Linked DNA regions of Sus scrofa: all the other regions are linked to region 2. Evidence: chromatin contacts called from public promoter capture Hi-C data. All regions are on one chromosome and are shown on one strand. The core of a region is the stretch at or near the end of the contact, and the rest is flanking DNA. Distances in the headings are between cores, read along the strand shown.

Region 1 (3,867 bases), core at 269-2,768, 730 kb after region 2:
ACAGCTCACTGCAATGCCAGATCCTTAACCCACTGAGCGAGGCCAGGGATTGAACCCGAGTCCTCATGGATAATAGTTGGATTCGTTACCACTGAGCCACAGTGGGAACTCCTCATCTCCTTAACTTTTGATAGTGCAAGATATTAAATGCTGATCTTGTACTTTCCCAGCACCAGTCCTTAAATTAGCCAAGAAACCATGGTTCCTTTTTGTGGAGAGTGATATTTAGAAACCAAGATCTAGGTGATAGATGTGGCCACTGCTCTAAGGCCATCGCTGTCGACAGAGCTAGAAAATTTATATCTGTGTATATACAAACATGTCTGTCTAAAAAAAATTATCAGTTCATATGGATATCTCTAGTTCCAATCTAATATCATGAAGTTCACTTTAACCTTCCTTCTTCACACATTTGTAACTCTTGTCCTTCTGTGGACAGTTTTCTTAAAGCTGGGCCACAATTAGTTGTAAAGTGAAAAGGTAGAAACAGCAACAAAAGAAACCACCAAGCTATTGGCTACATCATAAATGCCTTTGCAAAAAAAAAAAAAAAAAAAAAGAGAGAGAGAGAGAGAAAAAGAAAGAAAGAGTTCCCTGTCATGAGGTTGCAGGTTCAATCCCTGGCCTCACTCAGTGGGTTAAGGATCCGGTATTGCCAGGAGCTGTGGTGTAGATCTCAGACGTGGCTTGGATCTGGAGTTGCTGTGGCTGTGGTGTAGGCCGGCGGATACAGCTCCTATTCCACCCCTAGCCTGGAAACCTCCATATGCTGCAGATGCGGTCCTAAAAAGACAGAAGACAAAAAAAAAAAAAAAAAAAAAAAAAAAAAAAAGGCTTTGGTGCAAATAAGCATTTTCCTACAATTAGAATCTAGTTGCCCTCCAGTGCCTGGTATCACATTAACAGCAAGAAGAGAAGGGATATAAAAAAGAGGATAGCAATGACTCTGCCCATGGCCAGGGGTGAGAGGTGGGAGAACAGTTACACCTGGAGTCGGGTACACAGAGACACACAAAGACCTCTATCACGGACTCAATCCTAAAGACAAACCTAGAAACAAAGCTTCATCGCCCGTTATCAGTAAACTGCGATCTCTGGGATAAGAACACACTTACAGAAACGTCATGGCCAAAGCCTGCCACAGACCCTTACATACCCAACAATCACTCTCCCATTCTTGGCATCACAGACCGACGATCTGTCACACAGCGACCTATCACAGGATGTGATCTAAAATACAGAGGCTCACTACACTGACAGCTCGTCGCCCAGACGTGCGCAAGCACAAGTGTGCATCGAGAGTTACACACAAACCGCCACACCCAGGGATTCAATAACAGTCACGGACCAGCGCAGCTCCACCAGTCCCTCACACAGACGCCCATGGTCACTTGAGTGCCCAAATCGCCCAGGGTCACACAATGTTCTGGTCTCCGCACCTGAGGCAGCTTCCGCCTGTAGCGCAGGCGCGCTCGGGGCCCTCTGGGAAATGTAGTTCATTCTGCAAATAGGCCGAGACGCAAAGCGTTCTGGGGCTCGTGGTCCTCAGGGTCTGAAGGAAAAGCTACGTCGCTACGACCAGGTTCCCGTATTTGCATGTTTTCCCAGCCGAAGTCAGGGTGCCCCGCGCCTCAGTCCCCGCCCCGCTCCGCCCCGCGGGGTATCCTGGGAGGCTACGTTGCGAGTCTCGGGTCGCTGGGCGGGTTTCCAGAGCCAGCGGCGCTGGGAGGTGAGTGGGGCCTGGCTGCGCGCGAGAGCTGGCGGTCAGGGCCGGGCTTGGAGTGGACCAGTAGGGGCTGGGATGGGGACCAGGCGGGTGCCTTTGGGGAGACCGTGTGTCACCAAGTATAGCTACGTGAGAGGCTGGGGGTGTGACAGTGTGTTCTTCTATGCCACCAAGTGTATGATTGTGCGCGACTGTGACCCGTCTGTCTGGTGTAAAACTCTATGTGTGCGTTTATGTGGGTCTCTCTCTGCAGGTGCTGTTGTGCATAGATTTGTGAGACACTGGGTGTGACATGGTGTGTGTGTCGCCATGTGGATGTGTGTGAATGATTATGTTAGATCACTTGTCTCTGTGGAGATAAGTGCGTTTGAATGTGTGTGACAGAAGGTGTGATTTTGTGCCCATGACCATCTACCTCTGCAGGTATAATTTTGTATGAGTAATTGTGGCAGGATGTGTGACCTTTTGTGGTATGTCACTGTGTATGAGGTTGTGTGTGATTGTCTCTCTGTTGGAGTGCTTGCGTATCATCATCTCTGTCTTTGTGTTTATGCCACTGTGTATGTGTGTAACATTGCAGGTGTGATTGTGTAACCAAGTATATGTGTGTGATCAGGTGAGAATTTGTATGTTTGTGTGAAACCTACTGTGTGATTATGAGGCACAGTAGATTATGGTAGGATTAAAATTACTCACCCACGTTGGTACAGTTTACTAAGAGACAGATCTGGGACTTAAACCCACGCTATTTGGCCCCAGCATCCTTGCTTTTAAGTACTAAACTCCCTTGATCTTTCCCATGTTGTGATAGCAAAAGATGGGGCCCCTAGTTTCTGAGGGTGTTGTGTAGAGGATTGTCTGTGCTTTCTGGATCTGGAACTTTAATCTGAGTCTCTTCAGTCCCTTTGAGAGTCACAGAACCCCATGTAAAGACATTGTGGTGAGATCGTCGTCATACTGGCTGCTTTTGGGGGCGAAAAGCCCAATCTGGAAACCCCGGCTTCCTCTCTTTAGGAAGCCATGGAGTTTGAGATTTATTTTTTATTTTTATATTTGTTCTTGTCAAAACTCTTCCATGGTTGGTGCTGAGAAAGGCATGGCTCCTTTAATCGAGTACCAAGTGAACTAAGTTTTTGGTTTTGACTTTTTCTCTTAATAAAGAAAAGTGTTCTCATTTCTTTTTCACATGTGTGTGTAGAATCGAAGCGGCAACAAGAGTGGCCCTTCTCTATGCCAGGAGTTGGCTCATGCAACTCCTGGCATAGAGAGTAGTGAGGAAAGAAAAGCTGTGACAGTCGGACAGTGAGGGAAGCAGTGGAGATTCAGTGTGCCTCTGGGGGCTAGATAAAGCCCAAGTCTTTTCCATCACTTTCTTTCAGAGACTGATGGTTCCTCTCAAATTTGAAAAATAGTATTCAAGAGATACACAGCCATTTGGAACAGCAATTTAGAAGGTATTTCTTTTATGTTGATGCTACTTAGAGTTCTCAGATGCTGAGAGAGGACTCCACTGATTCTCCTCTCAGGTTGCAAAGGCTTTTATGGACAATTTCAAGCTGCATTACGCTATGGAAATAATTTTCTTAGAGATTGAGTTGGCTAGTGCAGAGTAGCCCAGAATTAGAGGGTTGTATATCTTAAATTCCAAGTCAAACGCAACTATCCTTGTTTTCAGAATGAAGGAATGCTGGCTCTGAGAAGACCAGGGACTTGTTTCAGGCTGTGTAGTTCGTTGTTGGCTTGGCATTAAAATTTGGCAGTGTTTGCTTCAGGCTGAACAACTTTGGAGTATTAGAGGTGACATCTGCCACTGCTGAAGATGCTGCTCTGAAAAATGTATAGCACTGATTTCTCAGATTATGTTGAATATTTCCCATGTAAACATTGTGGTCTCTTGAAAGAGGACCAGTTTTTGAGTCCCATGCATGTATGAGTTAGCTTTTTAAGCTTTTTTTTTTTTTTTTTTTGGCTGTGCCCATGGCAAGTTCCTGGGCCAAGGATTGAACTCACACCACAGCAGTGTTAATGCCAGATCCTTAACCTGCTAGGCCACTAGGGAATTGCTGTTTAAGCTGTTTTTTTTTTTCCTCCCCCCATTTTTGGCTGCCCTGCCATATGGAGTCCCCGGCCAGGGATCAGAT
Region 2 (4,003 bases), core at 1,350-3,849:
CCAAAAATTTAAAAAGTAAAATTCAGACTATACTTTTGTAAGTTAGTGAAAAAATTAAATGGGGAGAAGGAAAATCTATTTCTTTTTTTCTGTCTTTTCTAGGCTGCACCTGAGGCATATGGAGGTTCCCAGGCTAGGGGTCTAATTGGAGCTGTAGCTGCCGGCCTACACCACAGCCACAGCAACTCGGGATCTGAGCCGCGTCAGTGACCTACACCACAGCTCACGGCAACTCTGGCTCCTTAATCCACTGAGCAAGGCCAGGGATTGAACCTGCAACCTCATAGTTCCTAGTTGGATTTGTTAACCACTGAGCCATGACGGGAACTCTGGAAAATCTATTTCTAACAGGATTCTAATTAATAAATGTAGAAGGAATAATGGAAGCCAAAAAAAAAAAAAAAAAATCACCATCTGGCAGATACTTGGTAATAAATTCTCAGGTAAGAATTAGCAATGCAGAGTTCCCGTTGTGGCTCAGAGGTTAACGAACTCGACTTAGCATCCATGTGGACACAGGTTCGATCCCTGGCCTCACTCATGGGTTAAGGATCTGGTGTTGCCAGGAGCTGTGGTGTAGGTCGAAGATGTGGCTTGGATCTGGCGTTGCTGTGGCTGTGCTGTAGGCCCGTAGCTACAGCTCCAATTAGACCCCTAGCCCGGGAACCTCCATAAGCTGCTGGTGTGGCCCTAAAAAGACAAAAGACAAAAAAAAAAAAGAAAAAGAAATAGAATTAGCAATGGATGCAGTTGGTGAAAGATTGATAAACAGCATATTTATAGGCAAAGTCTTTCTCCATGAGATACATTAACTATAAAGGGAAAAGAATGATTTTGCAGTGGAGAAACCTGGCAAATTAAAGTTAACACCGCTAACAATGAGACAAATTGATCTCATGGGACTCTCAATGAGATGCATTGAGAAGAATACATTCCTCTTGGGGTGGTCTTGCTTCAACTGCATAACCTGAATTTAATTATGGAGTATCAGACAACCTCGAATTGAGGAAGACTACATTGCAGAATTTACAAAATGGCCAGTTCTCAAGGTCATGGAAGACAAGGAAAGACTTAAGTGACTATGCCAGTTTAAAGAAGACTAAGGAGAATTATCAATGGCAATATATGATCCTGGATTGGATCCTTATCCAGAAAGGACCCTAAAGACACCGATGAAATTTGAATAAGGTTTGTAGATTAGTGATTAATAATATATGAGTGTTAATCTAATTTTGACCATGTACTGTGATTATGTAAAATGGTAACCTATAGAGAAACTGGGTTAAGAGTATTTGGAGAAATCTTTTTTTGTAGCAGTTTTAAATCTAAAGCCAATTCAAATGTTTAAAAAATTGTAGATGAACATTAGGTGTGCAGGGAGCAAAGAGGGTGTGGGTCCTTCAGTTCACCTTCATGGCACTCAGAAATTTACTCAAAGGCAAATACCAGACACTAGTTTCTCCCGGGGCAGGGTGGTGGTGTCTTATCTGTGTTAAGTAAGAAGTTTCAGAAGGAGGAAAGAAAAGCACGTGTTGAAAGGAAATAACAAGCCCCAAATGGTGTCATTTGTCCCCACAATAACAAACCAAGACTTATTTCTAGTTTCAGGCTTTCTCAAGAATGTGTTAAATCTTTAAACAATCAATCTGGAATTTCCTGGTTAGCACCAGAGAGATAATTTGCATGATAAAACCCTAGCCGTTCCCCTCCCCTAAAAGGTGACCGGGCCTAAAACAATGCTTTCTTTTCTTTTGCTAGTAACTTCCTTGCCCCACTTTCCTACTGCCTATGAAAACTTTCGATTTTGTACATCTCCTTGGAGTATCTCTCCGTTTGCTAGATAGGATCCTGCCCGATTCATGAACTGTTAAATAAGGACAATTAATTTTCACGTTTATTTGGCTGAATTTTTTGTTTTGCTTTTTTAACACACGTAGAGAAAGAAGGGTTTCAGGGGAAGAAGAAAACTTGATGCACGGACAGCTTGGCTTCTGGATGTTCAACAATAGTTCTTTCCTTCTCCTTTCAATGTATGTCTTAGAGAAGAGTCAAGAAAAAGCAATCATGAGGAGCCAGGGCAGTTTTAATGGGTCATCGCCCACCCGTCCTACACAGGAGGAGGGAGGGCACAGAAGATGCCCAATCTCGGTGTTACAGATGCTCGCTGTTCAGGGCTATAATTTGTCAGAGCACTAGAGTCACAGGGACCTCACACCCACAAAATTGGTGCTGCACAAAATAGTGTCACACGGACACAACCACACATCCACTCTTAACACACACAGGACACAACTACACAATCATAGACACCTCCACACCCGTATACACAGGCACAATCACACCACTAACGCAGTTACACAATCTACTCACCACCATGACACACAAAGACACATTCAAAATAGCGCATCCTCAGCCCGTTCCCGCCAGCGCGCACAAACCCAAGGCTCTGGACACGCCCCGTCCCCGCCCCAGACTCCCAGACCCCTCACCTTCTGCCTCCCCTTGGTCGCGTCCGGGTCCCGGCGGAGCAAACGATCTCGCCACGACGTCAAGAGACACGTAACGCTGGGCCGCTGTGGACTCTGGGAAACGTAGTCCAGGACCAGACCAGCCAGAGACATGATGGCGTCCTCAAACCAGAAAGTCAGAGCTCGGCCTATATGACACTGCTTCAAAGAGGAGGGTTCCAGCTCCAAACGTCCACCAGGCTTGAGCTGATATCCCCCCAAGGTAGGACTACTTGACCTGAGAGCCTCATAATCAAAGGACGTGGCCGCAACATTCGTATAGGAAAGGCAGAAGGAGATACTGGGTGTCGACCCGCAAAGCATTAAGGGAAATGTAGTTCAAGGCCGGAAAAGCGGCATTGCTTTGATAGAAGGTAACCAGACACCAGCTTGGGCTTGGCCGCGGTGACCGTGCGGGCTGCGTCGCGGGGGTTTCTGGGAGTGCTCACTCGCCCTCTGAGTGCGCAGGCGCAGCATACCGAGTGGACATTTTGGTCTTTGTCCGCGGGTCAGTCCGGCCCCTGGGTCCACGTGGCGCGAAAATAGGAGGTGGGATGTGGACGTCTTGGGCCGATAGGGTCGGGGAGGTTGAGGGGAAGGATTCCAGATCTATTGGGGTGCGGCGCGAGGAAGGGGAGTGGGTTTTAGAGCTTCTAGTCTACGTGTGGGGTGGGGGTGGGGGCCTCTGAGGAGGGTTCGAGTGTGCGTGACCCTGAGTTTGACCGCAAGTTAGACTAAATGTTTGAGAACATTGAGGAAGAAACTGGGCTCAGGGTATGTATGGCTTGCGTCTAAGAGGGAGACCGGCATTGAGATAACGTCCGAGCGGCACTTCTCTTGTCGAAAGTGCTGATAATAACGGTGCCATCTTCCTGGAATACCTAATTTACTTGCAGATTGGAAGGGGGTTAAGCACCAAGTGGTAATTAATTTTAAAATATGCTTTTCTATAAAATACATTTCTTATTAATTAGGTACAATGCAAATCATCGTGACTTATTGCTTTTTTTTTTAAACAAGCAGAAATATTTCAAAGGAACTTTTTGTTATGGGGACCCTGTTTCAAACGGTCTCAAATATTCTGATCTTTGAGGAACTTTAATAGGGCTGCTGTTAAGCCTAGGTAGAGTAGATATCAGCGTTACCTTTTGAGAAGTAGTGTCAACATATCGCAGAAAGCAGAGTACTAGGAAGTCAAGGGTCTGGGGTTCTAGGATAAACACAGTTATCCTCGTTCTTTGGGGAAAAAAAAAAACAAACAAACTTGCTGCAGTGTTTATCCATGAATCCGAACTAGTTAGGTGTACTAACTCCTAAATGCGTGGAAGTGTTCTCAGGTTGTATGGGTTTTGTGAAGAAAGGGAGATACTATTATTAAGGATAACCCACAGTTGTCCTTCAAGGTTTTAAATAATAAGAGAGTTAAATAATTGGTTACCAAATCAGTGTCTGTAGATCAGTAGCCTTCAAATAAACAACAGTCAGGTAGAAGGTAT
Region 3 (4,047 bases), core at 538-3,037, 870 kb after region 2:
AGGCTTGTTTTGTGGCCCAGAATATTTTTTCTATCAATACTTTTTATCAGTATTTTTATCGAATAATCCAGTGCATTCCACAAAAACACTATTGAATAACTTACAAGGAAGTTGAATCATATTTTCTTTTTTTTTTTGTCTTTTTTGTCTTTTTTGTTTGTTTTTTCTAGGGCCACACCTGTGGCCTATGGAGATTCCCAGGCCAGGGGTCCAATCGGAGCTGCAGCTGCCAGCCCATGCCAGAGCCACAGCAACTTGGGATCCGAGCCTTGGCCGAGACCTACACCACAGCCCACGGCAGCACTGGATCCCTAACCAACTGAGGAAGGCCAGGGACCGAACCCGCAACCCCATGGTTCCCAGTTGGACTCATTGACCACTGAGCCATGATGGGAACTCCTGAATCATATTTTCTTTATTTAATTTAGCTTCCTCTTTTCTTCCCACACAGGTGACTGTCCAATGTGAAGTATCCAGAATATTTTTTATCTTTGTAAATGTTACATGTGCACTTGAAAAAATTAGGGTTTTTGTGGATTTGTTTGTTGTTGAATCAAACTGAGCCATAAAAGTGACAATGCCAAATCTTTAACTGCTAGGCCACTAAGGAACTCATTTTATTTTATTTTTTAATTAATATTTTTTGCTGTTGTTGGTTGCAGTGCTCTGTAAATATCAGTTAGGTCGATGACAGTGTTTTTCAAATTTTCTGTTTTAAACTGATTCTCTGCCTACTTGTTCTAACAGTTACTGAGAGTATAAGCGGAACATCTGGATTATAATTGTGGATTTATCTCCTTCTCCTAACTTTATCAGATTTTCTTTCATGTATTTTGATGTTATTATTAAGTGCATAAACATTTATGATTATTTTCTCTTGATGAACTACCTTATTATTATGAAATGATCTCAAGAAAACCCACACCCATTGGTCTGATCCTCAAGGTCTGCCATACACTCCTACTCCACTCTCTACCAGTCACTTTCTATCATAGTACATTCTTATAGTTAACCTCACAAATGTCACACACAAATAACACAATCACACACATGGTCACAGAAATGCACCATGCTCACTCCAACATTCAAGATTTTTGCATGGTCTCTCAACACACACGACAGGATCAAAAGGTCATGCAGTAACCGACAAAATCAGTCATGTGACAGAAACCAAAACAAATAAATTATAAACACTATTGTTCTAAGGGGGTATAGAGTCAGGTTAAGGAGTCATGGAGTATTGAAGGAGAGGTGTAATCAGAGAAGACCTGTTGGAGACATTTACATCCGTATGTAGCCAGTAAGGGAACTTTGAAGATACCCGGCAGAGGATCTATTTTAGGAAGACGGGACACATTCACATCCACAGTCACCAAATCACAAATACAGGAATCATACGCAAAGGGATGAACTTCTAGATCCTGACCCCTCCCCTCCGGTCTTCATTCCCAGGGCAAGAACGCCCTAGTGGGAGGTAGGACCGGGAGGGAACATAATGCATCTGCGCACTTCACTCCCAACTGCCCCGCCACACTTTTTTTTCCCGTCTCTCAGAATATGGGACCTCATCCTCACCCACTTTGTGTAGGGGCGGCCCTACACACCAACTCGACCCCCTGCGGTTAACACACTGCCTGTAATTCTCCGCCTGGTTACTAAGGGAGGTGGACCGAGACCTAGTGCCTGCGCACTTCAATCCGAAACCGTCTAGCGTGACGCTTGGCCTCGTCCTGTGGCGGACCCAGGTTTGAAGCAGAGAGGAAGCGATTGAGACTTCCACGCTCCGGCAAGGCCAGGGGGAATTCGCTGTGGCAGGAGCCGGGGCGTAGGGGGCGATGTTACGTATCCCCAGCAGAGCCGCCCTGTGGCTGTTGGTATCCCCCGCGCCGAGGCTTTTTCTGGTTAGGACTACATTTCCCAGAGGCCCCCGCGAGCACTGGGCCCCTGGCGCCTTTGTGTCCTCCGGAGGCCGAGTCGCTTATTTCCAGGCCCGCGGAGGCTGAGTTCCTTCAGATTCAGGGCAGGAGGTGGGCCCGAGAGGAGGTTGCCGGAGCCTTCCGGGCTGGGACCCGATCTTCCGGCAGTTCAGTTCTGCAGGTAGGAAGTGGGTTGAGGAGTGGCCTGTGGGTCACCCAGACGTCGGTCCTGGGCCTTTTCTGTGACTCTTCGTGTGAGAAGGTGATTGATACCTTACGGTGCGTGAGCCTGTCACCCGATATGCCTGTGCACATCAGATTTCTGTGACTGTGGGTGTGAGTCGATGGTTGGTGCCACAGAAGGTGAGACTGTCAGTAGGGGTGAGAGGGGACTCTGTCCCCTGTTGTTCCTGTATCCTCGGCCTCTTTGTGGTTGGAGTGTGTGAGTGAGACCATCGGTTGTGATACACTGATATTTGAGGCTGGGTGTTATGGGAGAGGTGACGGTGTGAGTCTGCCGGTACCCATGGCCGCTGACTGTGATCTTCGTAAGATGGTGGTTGGCGCTGTAGTTTTTAAGAATTTGTGAATGTATGTGTGTGTCGGGGAGGGTAGTGGGGACTGAGTGAGACTGTGCCACCAATATCCATTAAAGCTAGCCAAGTGTGTCACCAAGTTTCAGAGCCACTGATCTACTGGTGAGGAGAAAGAAAGATAAGTGGAGTCAGGAAGACCTTTGTTTGATCTTGGTGCTGTTATTTATTAGCTGTGTGTCTTTATGCAAATAGTTACATTGCTTGGAGTCAGTCTTTATTTGCAAAATCTAGAAAATCTGTTGTTAAAATAATAAATTAGGAAGTGATTTAGGCACAGGTTAAATTGTATGCCATTAGATTCCTAGGTCTCTATTAAGCTTTCTCTATTGGAGGGAAGGGTGCAACAGAGGAAAAAAGAAGCCAAAAAATTCTATGCTGCTTATTCTGGATGCTGCAAGGAAAGCCTAGTTTCTGATGTTCTTTTCTTCATCTCACTCATCTAAGGGCTGTGCCATTTCTCAAGTGAAGAGCCAAGGGGAGGAAAGAATGGCTGTTGGACTTCTTAAAGCCATGTACCAGGTGAGTTAGTGTTTCTCTTTCCTGAAATATTTTCCTGCTTTTCAAAAGAGCAGACTTTCCTTCTGCTGAAACCTTTCTGGGTAACCAATCACATCACTTTTTAAAATCCTCCAATGGATTCCCACCTTATTCTGGATAAATGCTAAAGTCCTTGCCCTGGCCTGCAAGGCGGTAAATATTTGGTCCCTGGCTATCCCTCCAACCTCATCTAATTTTTCTCGCTCTGTCTCTAACTCACTCACTCAGTTCCAGCCACACTAGCTTCCTTTTAGTGAGTCAAGTACACTTTTAACTCGTGGCCTTGCACTTACTGTTACCTCTACCTAGAATGCTGTCCCCCCAGATACAGACTAACTTATTCATTCTAGTCTCTGTCCAAATGTTCATTCAATAAACAGATTTTTACTAAGCACCTATTAACTAAGAGGGCTTAGTCCTTATCTTCTTCTCTATCTATACTCCTTTGTTGATCTCATTTCGTCTCATGGCTTAAAATACCATCAATATGCCAACAACTACCAAATTGTATACAGCCCAGAACCCTCTCCAAAAATCCAGACGAATATATCTAACTGCCTATTCAGCATCTTCATTTAGTTGTGGAATGGATACCTCGGATTCATCTGTCTCAAACTGAGTGAAATGAGCCACTGGAAATTTTGGGGCATCGGAGGGGCATGATCTGATTCCCATCACACTGGCTGCTATTGAAAATAAACTGAATGGGACAAAGAAAGAAACAGAAGAATCTATTGTAATACTTTTATATACTTTCCCATCTCAGATGTTCCAATTAAAAATCTTTTTTTTTTTTTTTTTTTGTCTTTTTAGGGCTGCACCCACAGCATATGGAGGTTCCCAGACTAGGGGTCTAATCAGAGCTGTAGCTGCAGGCCTACATCACAGCCACAGCAACGTGGGATCCGAACTGTGTCTGCAACCTGCACCACAGCTTATGGCAATGTCAGATCCTTAACCCACTGAGTAAGGCCAGGGACTGAACCTGTGTCCTCTTG

What was found. Promoter capture Hi-C pulls out the DNA fragments that hold promoters and counts their contacts.
Region 1: a contact with region 2 is called in a promoter capture Hi-C map of liver, with 5 times the contacts expected there. The contact joins the promoter of ZNF527 here to the promoter of ZNF565 in region 2. A contact is called at or near these places in 2 of 5 promoter capture datasets (fetal liver and liver) and 1 of 47 Hi-C or Micro-C datasets (heart right ventricle).
Region 3: a promoter capture Hi-C map of fetal skeletal muscle shows a contact between it and region 2, with 4 times the contacts expected there. The contact joins the promoter of ZNF570 here to the promoter of ZNF565 in region 2. A contact is called at or near these places in 3 of 5 promoter capture datasets (fetal liver, fetal skeletal muscle and liver) and 2 of 47 Hi-C or Micro-C datasets (heart right ventricle and subcutaneous adipose tissue).

The regions. Positions count from the first base shown.
Region 1 is chr6:46,302,516-46,306,382 of Sscrofa11.1, forward strand. ZNF527 (zinc finger protein 527) reads left to right here and starts at 1,519. Exons shown (of 5, transcript XM_013998435.2): 1 at 1,519-1,729.
Region 2 is chr6:45,574,367-45,578,369 of Sscrofa11.1, forward strand. It overlaps ZNF565 (zinc finger protein 565), which reads right to left and starts at 2,600. Exons shown (of 6, transcript XM_021097171.1): 1 at 2,490-2,600. ZNF146 (zinc finger protein OZF) reads left to right here. Exons shown (of 7, transcript XR_002345320.1): 5 at 1,938-2,730.
Region 3 is chr6:46,440,770-46,444,816 of Sscrofa11.1, forward strand. ZNF570 (zinc finger protein 570) reads left to right here and starts at 1,788. Exons shown (of 5, transcript XM_013998450.2): 1 at 1,788-2,178; 2 at 2,957-3,031. The coding sequence starts at 2,999.